4 separate regions of the Mus musculus genome follow, and all the other regions are linked to region 1. Evidence: chromatin contacts called from public HiChIP or PLAC-seq data. All regions are on one chromosome and are shown on one strand. The core of a region is the stretch at or near the end of the contact, and the rest is flanking DNA. Distances in the headings are between cores, read along the strand shown. Region 1 overlaps Ank2 (ankyrin 2, brain). Region 2 has its middle 61 kb from the start of Gm40146. Region 3 has its middle 71 kb from the start of Arsj. Region 4 overlaps Arsj (arylsulfatase J).

Region 1 (3,128 bases), core at 223-2,722:
CCTGGAGCTCATGAAAAGCCTTTCTGTTGTGTTATTTGCAGTGCAGATGATGTCCTTGTGGCAACTTAATGGTTCTTCACTTTTTTTTCCTTCAATTTTAATTTTTTTTTTTTTTGCTGTGTTATCAAAAACTTGAATACTGTGAGAAGTGAATTTTCAGTTGATGAATCAGCATCTTGTTCCCATGGTGATAACACTAATTGAATATATCTATGAGGGCATGTATTAGTTATTGGAAAACAATACAACACTAACAATACATAGCTGCAATGTTGTACAATGGCTGATTTAACTAAATAAAATGTATAAGTGTTAAGTGTTGCAGTGGTGGTTTTGTCCTTCTTTATGACCAGTCTATTTTAGGAGAATCAGAGGTTGTTAAATGAGGTCAACATGAAGCCAACAGAAACACATGAATTACCTTTGTTTTTCCTTTGTGATTTTATTTAATAATATTCTGAGAGGCCAAACGGTAGCATGTGGACTAGCTCACCACAGCCCTGAGGAACTTTTATTCTTACTGTTACTCAACTGGGCAAAACAAGACATTTTTTAATGAATTTTTTTAAATTTTGAGGCTATCTAGTAAATGAAAAGTAGGAGCTTTTAAGGATGTTGAGGGAAGGGAACTGGGGAATCTGATCAGTAACACAGAGGGCAAGGCCACAGGAATTTGATCCATTTATGTATAATGACAGCAGTATGAGACAGACTTTCGGGACAGCAGTAAACCCTGGCATTTCCTTTTTTGTTTTGCAGCCAGAGAACAGGAAATTAAAGGAATATATTCATACAAAGACAAGGCAGGAATATTCAAATTGTAATCCTTTGGAGTGTTTGGGTTTTAAAAAGCAAAACAACAAAATCGCATTATCAATCATTCTCTCTCTCTCTCTCTCTCTCTCTCTCTCTCTCTCTCTCTCTCTCTCTCCCTCCCTCCCTCCGTGTGTGTGTGTGTGTGTGTGTGTGTGTGTGTATGTGTGTGTCCCCTGTCTGTCTTGTATGTCTACAGTGAAAGCAAAAGAAATGCTTAAAACTGAGTGAGTTTATTTAAATCTTACTGCAACATCAATAGGCCAGCTAGATTTGTATTGTCTCTTGTTCATTAACAAGATCTTCTGGGTCTGGGATCACCATAACAACACTAAAGAAAACAGAATATTAAAGTTTGTGCCCTCCCACCCCCAAGTAGCAGTAGATGTGTCCCTGTCATTTGCTTACTGGGCTCTGTTTTCTACTTACTGCAACTCTGGGTTTGCCTGGCACTGGATGTAGAACATTGAATAGCAAGAGAAAATATGAAAATATGGTATCTTCTCATACTTAGCTTCGTGCAAACCCAGTTTTGAAAGTAAGCTTTTGTGACTCATATGCCCTTTTACAAAAATATATTTAGAAGTGGGGCTGAGAGAGCCTCTAATCTAAGGGAAGATGATAGATAGCTTGTAAATGGTCTGTATTAGTCATACAGAGGTGTAAACTCACACACATGCATAGACGCTAAGCATCAATTGGAAATGAGACTGCTCGTGGGAGCCATTCAGTTGATGTCAGCTTGGAGAGCCTGGTTATGGGCAAATGCCAGGCATGAGAATAGGTCAGATGGAAAGAAACTAAACAAATTTTTAATGAAAACCTAAATCAATGCTAATTTTTCTTGAGTGGCAGATTCTCTCGAGATAATCTGCCTGCTTTCATTAAAAAAGCATATTAAAACTTTGTGAAAACTGAATCCATCATCTCTACTTAAAAACAATACTTTCTTTCCCTTGGGTGAGCTGCTATTTCTGAGTCCTATCTACTCACACCAGAATCCAATGACAGTCTTGCAATGTACCACATGAGTAAATAGGTAATACAACGTCATCTCAGGGCAAAAACGATATTTAAGAACATCTTTTAAATAGTTAAGAGAAAAACAGACCCATTTCCCAGGTTCGTTGTTTGTTTTTTACACAAATTAAATTCTTGTTTATACACAGACATTCTCAAATATTAAAAGGCCCCAGCCATTTTCTGTTAGTGCCACACAATGGAGCAAATAGTATATTAAGGTGTACTTAGAATCTAAAGGTGCTTGAGGATATAGTGGTTCTGTGTGTGCACATGTACATACACCCATATATCAACAGTGATATTTCTACTAATTCAATAGAGTGACAGATTCAGCCACTGTGGGATGTTGAATTCAGAGACTACTTGAAAGTTTTAGAGGCAACATGACAAAATAATTAAATGTGTTGTTTATAGTTAAATGTGTGGTTTTGAAGGTTAAATGTGCGGTGTTTTATGGTTAAATGTGTGGTTTTGAGTAAGACCTGGGTTGGAATCCACTCAGCGGGGTTAGCACAAACTCCTTTGTCCTTTGTGAAAGCTAGTTTTTAGAAGACAATTTCCTCACCAGGAAGATAGAACAGTTCTTGCCACATGGACATCATCCTGCAGATGCAGACAAAAGCTACAAGCTATGACCTGATACCACAGAAGCCAGTGTGCCGCAGAATCTTTTTTAATACATATCCACACGTGCTATCAGTCCACACTTGGGATTGAGCAAGCTCAGAGCCAGTGTTAAAGACCTTAATACAATTGCTCTCGATTAGAACGCCAAACCACTTCCCGTGCCAGAATCACTGCCCCACTGTCACGCTCAGCCTGATGTTCAGGGAGGGACTCCAAGAGTTCTTTCTCAATCGGTCTGCATAACAGCTCTTGTTTCCATTCCTTTTTCAAGCTGTACCCACACTCATTTTTTTTTAATGTTTTTTTCTCTCTGAAACTTGACTACAGAATTTAGATAGAGTTGCCAAGTCCCTGCCTGAGGGGCTGTACTCTAAGCAACATGCCTGGCAGAGGAGCCCCAGGGAGGAATTGCTGGGCAGGCTGTCAGGGAGTGGGTATTCACACAATAGTCCTTGTAGTTATCAGATTAAAGTGTGCCCTGCGCCCCTTTCCCTGGGGTGTCTTAAAGAGTCCAGTCTCATCTAGGCCATAGTGGAGATCTTGTGTTGATGGGTATGTGGGTGCACCCACATGTGTGTTCGAGTGCACGTGAGTGCATGTGTGCATTTTTGTGTGCATGCTGTGCATATGTACTTGCATGTATGCTGATACACATGTGTGGGTAT
Region 2 (3,128 bases), core at 184-2,683, 870 kb after region 1:
ATAGTGCATGGACAACAAGACCACCTGAAGCTACTGAAGTTTCTTGTCATTCCTTCTGTCTCATCCTAATTCCTGAAACTCCCTTTTTTCACTCATTGACTTCATGGCACATCTTATCTTGCATTTGTCCCTAATACTCTACCTGGAAATGTAAAGTGTCCCATTATTGTAGAATGTATTCTTCAAGGTACTTACTGATCTGGCACTACTTCAGATGTTCTGGGAAGATGCTGTATTCTACCAGATGCGATTTTTCTTTACAAATCCTGAGAAATTCTGGATTCTAGAAATGTTGAGAGCCAAAGATTTTATATAGATTGATGCCCTTTATTTACAAAACAAACTAAACAGACTTGCTAAGAATAAGGCTATGGCTGTTGCCTAAAACCACCACTTCTTTCCCTTATGCATTCACTCTTCCTTGAAATGCTTAGTCTTCCTCTAACCTATGATTGACCCACACATCCTGCCCAGGATTTACTCTTTAAGAAAACTGGCCCTTCTGTTCATGATATTTGCATACACATCTTAAAGGTATGATCTCTGTCCTTAATGTTTTTACTAATTCTGATTTGTTAGAATAGATTTACCATGCAAGGTGAAGATTTGAGTTTAGATTCCCAGGATCCTCATGACAAGCTCAGTGTGGCAGTGTATACTGTAATCCATCAAGACAAGTCACTCGCTGGGCCTTGCTAGCCAGCCAGACTAGCACAAGAGGCTAGCTTCTGATCCAGCGAGAAATCCTGTCTCAAATAATAAGAACAACTGTTGAAAGCTCCAAGATAGACTTCTTCTGCCTACAGGCACGAACATACATTTCATTTGTATCAGCACCCACCTGAACACTCACACCCTAACTAAAGAAAAATAAAGCAACTATCCTGTACTATTAGCATAAGGCAATCTTAAATTTTCTCACGTCATGCTATAGCAATTGCTCAGAGGAGGAAGACAGTGGGCAATGGAACAAACAGTGACTAGGATAATGTATTTTTGCCTACATGTCTCCCAAGGACTGCTCCTGAGAAAATCAAGTGGGTTTTAAAGTTATCTGGCATTATGGCTCCATCAAGTGGCAAAGTCGACAAGAAACTTTGGTAAATTTCTTAGTTCGAAAAATGCCTTGTTTAGTTTTTATGCTGCAGTTTTTCTCGGGGTCAAATCAAGTTCTAGACTGCTGCCAAATTTCTCCTTATGTGTGAGCCTCCCCTGAGTTCTTTTCAATTTGGTAATTCTGAGCATTTCATCTATGAACAGATACTATAGATTTTTGTGGGTGGACATGGGAGAAATCCTATTGTTTACACTTGGATTCTTTGAATACCTGTAAGCTTCCATTTGCCAGTGGATGTGTTATGGCTGGGCTTCAGATCCTTAATGACCTGTAGCCAGAGGCATCAACCCCATGGCATCTGGCTTTCCCCGGGTGGTTGCTCATATGAAGCGTTTGGTATGCACACGGCATTACTCAGAGCAACAGACTGAGGCAGAAAGGCTAAGAGAGGAAGCACAAAATGCAGGTCTGTTTTTTTCTGAACTTAATTCCCAAAGGAACATTGCTTCACTTTCCCTGATCTTAGCATCCGTTAGATAATAGCCACTTTGGACAGCCCACTCGGGAGGCTGGATCCTCAGAGTTGTCTTGAAGTTATTCCACAGGTTCCCTTTCTGAAAGGAGTACACCACTATTAGCCCAAGACAATCTGAAATTAATTTACCTTAAAATTGTTTACTCTAAAAATAATAATCTTACTGCAAACAATACAGTTCAGTATGTTCAAGGTAGCATCCGGATGCTACCTACATATATACATCAATTATTAATTCTACAGGCTTTAAAATCTCTTATTAGTTAGAAGTATTGTTGTTTCTATTTTTTTTTAATCTTTGAGAGTTTCCTATATGTAAACAGTGTTTTTGATCATATTCTCTCCCTATCATTCCCCTGTAACTTCCCTGTTTCCTCTTCATGTTCTTTTTCCAACTTAATACACTCTTTTTACAATCCATTTAGTTCATTAATTGCTACTTATGTGACCATAGGTTTAGGGCCATCCACTGAAGTATGGACAACTGGCTATACATATTAAATAAAGTTAAAAATTTAAAATACCATCATGTATTTGACCCACTAATGGACTATTCAGATGATTTAGCTACTCCCATATACATGTGTGGGCAGAACCTTAGATATTAATAATTATAGTAACACCATAGTTTAGAATATCTATATAAGATTTTCTTTATAAAAGTATGAAAAGAGTTGTGAGCTAGCTTATTTTTATCAAAAATAATAATTCCCAGTACATAGACTCCAATCTTGAAAAATATTTTAAGCTATATTTATTAAAATTTGGTTAAACATTTGAATTCCTTTAGCATCAATAGTGCAGATTAACTTTTAAAATATGCAAAGAGTAAACATTGTTGAAACATACTATGAAATAAATCATTAAAAAATAAATAGTACATTCACGTTTTCAGATAATACCATTGCAATAAGAGTGATTTTGCTTTGATCTATAACCAGAAGAGGGCATTAAGTGACTGTCCTAAGAAGAAAACCATTTGTGGAGAGACTGTTTTCCCAGACTAATGTATTACAGCATACAAGAACTACATGCTGAAATATCCTAAAATGTATCAGATGAGAGTCTGCTTTAAGACTGCAGTTTTCTTCCGAACTGAGAATCTCATGAGTGAATGGTTTAGTGTTACAAATAGCACTTTATCTGATTACAACCAAGGGTTTAAGACAGAAGGTACTTTATTGTCAAAATTCAGTGTCCTAAGAGAATCCTAGGACTTTCTTCTAGAATTATTATGAACAAAGTTGGAACTATAAAGTGGCTTTTACCAAGGTTGAGTTCTCCTCCATTGTCCCCTCTGAGACCAGCCTTTCTCTCTTCTCAGCCTTTCTTATGTCACAGGAGGGATGCAAAAAGGGAGATGGTTGCTGCTTAGTGACGTATTAAAGACACTGCAACTTAAAAATTTTTAAACGATGATCTCATTTTACAACTATTTGTATGTAGATGTGCTCTCCTGGGAACAGTAAACGGTGTTCACATATCTGATGGTGTCCATGGTAACCAGAAGAGGGTGTCATATTCTCCTGGAGCTGG
Region 3 (3,128 bases), core at 258-2,757, 630 kb after region 1:
GAAGAGGAGACTACATCAATCAGGGAGCAGAGACAGCAACAAGCCACTGGCAAGATACACCCCTGAAAAGCATGTCCTCAGCAACCTACTTCCTCAAACAAGGCTTTGCGTACTGATAGCTCTCTCAGCTGTGACGTCATCCACGTCCTAACCCATTAAAGACATGTGATGCCTTCATGATCTAATCACCTTTCAATACCACCACCTCCTAGGGACAAAGCCTTCAACACATGAACCTTAAAAAGAGATTTCATATTCACACCATAAGCAACATGAGGAACCTTGCTATATTAAATGATTCGGTGAGCATTTGTTACAGCAGTGTTGGGAAGTGAATGGTTTAGAGAACAATTATGACAAAGAAGTAGATTCTAAAGAGCAGACTTCAAAGTTTTGGAATCTCAATCTGGCCTTTCTTGGATATGATGCCTCTTCCTTGCCTCTAATTTCAACCACATGTTGGCTGCTTTATGTATGTCATAGATGCCACTTGGTCAAAAAGGGGGTCTAGTATATTCAAACAGATTAGTGGCTCAGGCATGTAGGTTCTCTGGGTGGGGTAGTATGGTCCTTGATGATCACTTGACTGACTACACCAGCAAGTCACCCTGCAGAAACCTCAAAGGAGAAAACAGAGACAGAACACAATTAACCTTTGTAAGTTTAACAAAAAGATCCTCTCACCTCTCTTGTAACAGATTCTTACAGATGACAGTTTATGATGTGACTAGGGAAAGGCTGAGGATGATAAAGTCATAGCTACTAGACACTAGAGAAAGAATGATAACTTGGGTACATGGAAATGAATTCCCTGGACCTTCATGGTTCAGGAGAGGAAATGAAAAATTTTTTCCCCTACTCACTATGGACTCAGGAACTTTTCTCATGAAAGTGAAACAATGTGGTGTCCTGTTTCCAGGCTGTCACCGATTAAATTCAACACAGTGCTGAGTTTATTATCTTTGGCTTGGATTTTTGACTCTAAGTTGATTATCTCCCCTAACCATGCTCACTCAGAAGCTTATTGGAAAGGTAAGCCATTGCCCTGATCTCCTGTCTGCTCCCAGATACATACAGAGGCTCCATCTCTGCAGCTCTGTCTAAATTAATCTGTGGCTACCCATTTGCTGAATACAAAGTAAGATGTCTTTGTAGTGTGACTGCCCTAACTCAATCTCTTCAAAAACACAGGACTAAACTGGACTGAGAATCCCAAGGCATATTAGCCAAGTATGAGGCCATAGCACCGCTAACCTGTCTTCCCAGGGATAAGTGGGACATTATGAACAGTTCCTTTCCAGGGTCAGCTCATGTGTCTCTGACATCAAACTTCTTCCATGCATGTTTTCATTTGTTTCCCTCCTGAAAATGCAGCTTTTTGTACCATTGAAGTTGTTGCCTGAGACCATTCGCATTTAATGAAATTTCTTCAGTGGATCCTGTCCTCCGATGACTGTACAGTTCCCTCCAAAATCACTCTACATGGGTTACTCTGGGGAGTTTCCTGAGAGAGACGTTGACTCATTATTGACACGTCTTCTGTTGGCAGGTTGTAGAAATGTGAGTCATTCCGTTTGAAAAGAATGGTGAGAAATTTGTCCTTGGCTTTAGCTAAAGTCCTGGAAGACATTAGGATTAATCTTAACTCTTGGGCTAGGATGGGTGTAGATGCTAGAATGATCCTTCTAGAACAATACAGAGTCTTTAATCACTTGTTTATCCTGTTAACTGCCTCAGGCCCAAAAGAAAGGTTAAAAGAGATAGTCAAATAAAATACTTCAATTTCTAAATTAAATCGAATGTCCTCCCAAACTCATACATTAAAGCCCCAACCCTTAGAATCCTAAAGCATGATTGGAAATACACTTTTAAAATAGATAACTAATTTAAATAGGGTTACAAAGTAGATCATAATGCTCTATGGCTGTTGTGTTTATTTCAAAACAAAGGACTCAAACACAAACAGAAAAAGCACCATGTGAAGACAACCACCTGTCAGCCAAAGAGAAAGGCATTTAGAAGGAACTTAGACTAATGTTAATATAAGGCCCTAGGTTATGACTAGAAGTTCTTATTTCAATCAGAGATGCAGAGGAAGCGTTTAAAGAAGATCATGTCAGGGCATCCCTTTCTAAACCTGGGAGAAGCCTTAGGAGAAATAGCACCTCTAGTACCTCCGTTTGATCTTGGACTTCTGGACTCCACGACTCAGACATGAAACTTTGTTACTTAATCTACCTGGTCCACGGTACTTTGTTATAGCTGCTATAACAGACAATTCAATGAACATTATTTTATAACATTTGCTATTTATTTCTAGGATCCTTGGGCTTTGGTGTAGATTACTTTATCCAGTGATGAGCAACACTCATTAGATGTGTATGTGGTGAATCAAAAGGATTATCCAAGTCAAATTATTAGGAATGACCAATGAAATAGTAACATATCATATTCATGAAACAACCTGAATGTTATTTTATTTAACTGAATAAATGAAAATGTGGTACATATAGACTATGAAATACCACTTATATGTCAAGAGAAATGAAATAATGAAATTTGTAGGTAAATGGATGTAACTGGAAAATAATAAATTGAGTGAGATAATCCAGATTCAGAAAGGTCAGCACTACATGTTTCCTCTTACCTGTGGTTCTTAGCTTCAAATCTTCAGATATGCATGCATTGATACTGAAGTAACTGCAGAACTCAGGAAAGTAAGACTATACCATGGGGGGAGGTGGGAGGTGCATTAGAGAGGGGAATAATAGGGTGCATGTGATTTGAAGGGGTGAATGGGGAAAATGGGGAGGAGGGCTTTTATTGGAGAAAGCAAAAGGAGATCAATATTAAAGGGAAGGCAGGGAAAATGGCAGACAATACTAAAGATGTCTAAAAAAGCCATTGGCAACCATACGAGTTTTATTCACCTAAAATTACATATAACTTATGTGTATAAAATTATATAAAACATATATATATATATATGTAAAATCCCAGTACTAAGCTATGCTGTGGTGGTGCACACCTTTAATCCCAGCACTTGGAAGGCAGAGGCAGATGGGTCTCTGAGTTCAATACTGTCAGGTGCTCAGCTCCAGTTGGTTCTTCTACAAAACAACTCCTGT
Region 4 (3,128 bases), core at 321-2,820, 540 kb after region 1:
ACTCGCCTCGGTATCAGGGTACTTGTCCAGGAAAATTCCCACATCAGGACCACCACTGTATTGAATGCTTCTATGCTTAAGACACTACTTTATAAAAAACAAAACAACAAAAAAAATAGAGTCTAGTGGGCAAGAGATATATAAAAGTAACAACCAGTGTTTAAAAACTATGGTGGTTTCAATATGCTTGGCCCATGAGAAGTGGCACTATTAGCAATGTAGTCTTAATGGAATAGGTGTGGCCTTTTTGGAGCAAGTGTGTAATTGTGTTGGCAGGCTTTGAGATTCCTTAGTGCTCAAGTTCTGTCCAGTGTAGAAGAAAGCCTCCTTCTGGATGCCTTTGGATCAGGATGTAGAACTCTTATGTCCTTCTCCTGTATCATGGCTGCTTGCAGGCTGCCATGCTTTCTGCCATGATGATAATGTACTGAACCTCTGAAACTTATAAGCCAGCCCTAATTAAATGTTGTCCTTTATAAGAGTTGACTTGGTCATCGTGTCTCTTCACAACAATGAAACCCTAAGACAAAAACTAGAGTTGATTTGGTCATTGTGTCTCTTCACAACAATGAAACCCTAAGTCAAAAACTTATGTGCATTCCAGCAATACAAAGTCTCATCCGTGTTATGACTAATGATCATATATGACTTCATGTTTATCTACATGTATGGAAATTAATATATGTAGTTATAATAAATTCCCTTAAACAGTCATAAGATAATTATTTATATATATATATACACAAACACACACAAACACACACACATATATATATACACACATATATACATATATGTATATATATATATATATCTTCAGACTCCATACCTTGATACAAACTAGTTCCTACATTAAAGATTGGTTGCTTTTCTCTGTAGATATGAACTGATACAGGGAACTGGAGAAGAAGACAGACAATGGCTTACATTTTCAAGGTTAAGTAATATTTCAAACAGGCTTCACTTCTGTGGTTCAAATTCACTTTTCTGATTGATTTAACTGCTTAATTTCACTAATCTGTGGGTCCATCTTGAGAACGCCTTCCTTTTGAGCCTTTGACCTGGCTAGTTCCATAGCAGTCACTCTTTCCTGTGCTTTAGGCTAAAGCCCTCACTTGGTTACCACACTTTCTCCTTTTCTAACCCACCAGCATTTTTAAAAACCTAGAGTCAAAGCTTACAGAGTGTATGCGTGGTGCGGTGGCTGGCTGGTTTAATGATCTTCTGTTTGGCAATTTAAAACATAATAAAAATTTCATTATGATCGGAACTCTGAGCAGAACATTTCTTTTTCAGGCAAACATTGTGAAATTAAGTGTTATGCCACCAGTTGCTGTGGGGATTGTGCTGAGTGGCTCGATGGCACATAACCACATCATCCAGTCGTAGACTGCGGGAGAACTAATTTCTGTTCAGGCTCTGTTCAGCATACTCACTCGTTAGCAGTCCAGCCTCTAAACAGACAGGCCGTTTCTTTTTTAAAAAACCTTCTGTTTAATGTTTCAGATGCACAGGCTCAGATGTGGTGACTCATATTCTCAGCACTGAATCATGTAGCCAAATCTGAGTCAGAGCATAAGGGCCGTTGCAGACCTTCAGCTATCTGAACCTGAGGGAAGTATGTAAACTTGTGAATAACTTCCTGGTCTCAGTGGAGACAGAATTTTTTGTCAGAGCAAGAGAGAACCAGTATGAGACGGTTTTCCTGTTTTATCTTTTCTAAACTTAAAAAGATCTATTAGGACAATCTCAGTCCCATTATTACTTCCCTTAAAAAGATCACAGTGGCCACGTGTGGCATTTAAACAATGGCTTTCAAGCAGCTGCTGTATCTTACTTTATGCTAATTCACTGTGGATTTTTAGGCCATTTGGCAACTACAGCCCGCGCAGGATTAACTATTCCATCAGAATGTGTTTACTTGGCAGCGTATTATCACAGGAATTTTCTTTTTCTCTGAAAGATGAGATAAACACATGAAGCCAAATGGCCTTGTTTAGAGTTGTTCTCCACTTCACATTGTGGTTCTCGTGGATCGGGTTAATGTCACGACACCCCATCCCCTAAGCAGAACTTTCTCTGTGAAAGTTTTAGCTTCTCTTGCTTGTATTCCAAGGTTCTGGGGACCCACCATTAAATAGCATTCTAGCCCATTAGCGCAGCTGTTGGTTTGTTCTCAGTTTGTAACATTGTTGCTATTTTTCTTTCACTATTTTAGTTTTCTTCAACAGGTCCCTTTTCATGTTCAGCAGTGCATTCATAGGACTTAAGGAACAAGGAAGCCAGGTTGGAGGGGTGGCTCGGTGGTTAAGCCTGCCCTTTCAGAGGTCTTGAGTTCAATTCCCAACAACCACATGGTGGCTCACAGCCATCAATAATGGGATCTTATACCCTCTTCTGGTGTGTCTGAAGAGAGCAATGGTGTACTCAAATAATTTTTCTTTTTAAATAAAGGAACCAGGAAACCACGATGAGGCGATGGTAAAATAAAAGTGGCAGACAAGGCTATTTTCATACATGTGCATGGCACCTAATTCTTGCCAGACAGGAGAGAGAAGGAGTGAGCATGAGTAACGGATAGTCACAGATAATCAACAAGCCTTTTCCCTTGGAAGAGTTTGCCCATTATCGCCAATGAAGCTTTTGCCACCTCTACCTAGAAGGGAAAATTGGCCCTCGCTTAGCCTTCTCCAGCTCCTTTGCCAGCATGTGTCTCCAAGGTTCCCCTCCAGACCATGCAGTTGCAAAGGCTTTGTGTTGCTGCTACCAGAGGAAACATTAATGATTCATGTGTTTGCTGGTGTGACAAATTTGAAACTGTTCTAAAGTGTATCATTTCATGAATGAAATGAATTCAAAACGGTTTAATTACAAAATGCTATATATAATATAAATATGAAAAAAGATTGTTATTTAACTATCTTATCTTTAATATCTCTATTTAAATGATACTTTGAACAAGTAAAACAAAGACATTTCATAATAAAATACATGTTTAAGAGCCTGGTGTTCTCTGCTTCTGATACTGATGTGTTATCATTTTTACATTTTCTAACTCTTTTTGATGCCTATATCTGGATCATGATTGCAAGCTCAATGTTTCATTCATTTATTGCATTAACTTGGCA

The links. HiChIP or PLAC-seq counts read pairs in DNA pulled down with a chosen protein or histone mark.
Region 2: a contact with region 1 is called in an H3K27ac HiChIP or PLAC-seq map of embryonic fibroblasts, with 10 times the contacts expected there. The contact joins two enhancer-like sites. A contact is called at or near these places in 1 of 15 datasets of contacts at CTCF or cohesin (pro-B cells), 2 of 484 Hi-C or Micro-C datasets (embryonic fibroblasts and ventricular fibroblasts) and 1 of 115 datasets of contacts at active chromatin or transcription factors (embryonic fibroblasts).
Region 3: a FOXA1 HiChIP or PLAC-seq map of pancreatic cancer cells shows a contact between it and region 1. The contact joins two enhancer-like sites. A contact is called at or near these places in 2 of 115 datasets of contacts at active chromatin or transcription factors (embryonic fibroblasts and pancreatic cancer cells).
Region 4: a contact with region 1 is called in an H3K27ac HiChIP or PLAC-seq map of the NIH/3T3 cell line, with 4 times the contacts expected there. The contact joins two enhancer-like sites. A contact is called at or near these places in 1 of 39 promoter capture datasets (hippocampal neurons), 1 of 15 datasets of contacts at CTCF or cohesin (the NIH/3T3 cell line), 2 of 484 Hi-C or Micro-C datasets (embryonic fibroblasts and olfactory sensory neurons), 4 of 115 datasets of contacts at active chromatin or transcription factors (the NIH/3T3 cell line, astrocytes, embryonic fibroblasts and 1 more) and 1 of 9 other capture datasets (adipose tissue).

The regions. Positions count from the first base shown.
Region 1 is chr3:126,918,800-126,921,927 of GRCm38.p6, reverse strand. Ank2 (ankyrin 2, brain) reads left to right here. Exons shown (of 48, transcript NM_001327938.1): 48 at 1-321. Among named protein-coding and RNA genes, the nearest start is that of Gm25501, 85 kb to the left of the region's middle. Within about 2 kb of position 1,472, at least 46 of the 459 cell types and tissues checked have an H3K27ac peak or open chromatin away from gene starts, as enhancers often do. A contact at or near this core is called in the NIH/3T3 cell line, astrocytes, embryonic fibroblasts and 1 more, where this site is marked.
Region 2 is chr3:126,044,491-126,047,618 of GRCm38.p6, reverse strand. No RefSeq gene overlaps it. Among named protein-coding and RNA genes, the nearest start is that of Gm40146, 61 kb to the left of the region's middle. Within about 2 kb of position 1,433, at least 19 of the 459 cell types and tissues checked have an H3K27ac peak or open chromatin away from gene starts, as enhancers often do. A contact at or near this core is called in embryonic fibroblasts, where this site is marked.
Region 3 is chr3:126,290,855-126,293,982 of GRCm38.p6, reverse strand. No RefSeq gene overlaps it. Among named protein-coding and RNA genes, the nearest start is that of Arsj, 71 kb to the left of the region's middle. Within about 2 kb of position 1,507, at least 47 of the 459 cell types and tissues checked have an H3K27ac peak or open chromatin away from gene starts, as enhancers often do. A contact at or near this core is called in embryonic fibroblasts and pancreatic cancer cells, where this site is marked.
Region 4 is chr3:126,383,608-126,386,735 of GRCm38.p6, reverse strand. All of the region lies in intron 1 of Arsj (arylsulfatase J), which reads right to left. Among named protein-coding and RNA genes, the nearest start is that of Gm35408, 4.9 kb to the right of the region's middle. Within about 2 kb of position 1,570, at least 131 of the 459 cell types and tissues checked have an H3K27ac peak or open chromatin away from gene starts, as enhancers often do. A contact at or near this core is called in the NIH/3T3 cell line, astrocytes and embryonic fibroblasts, where this site is marked.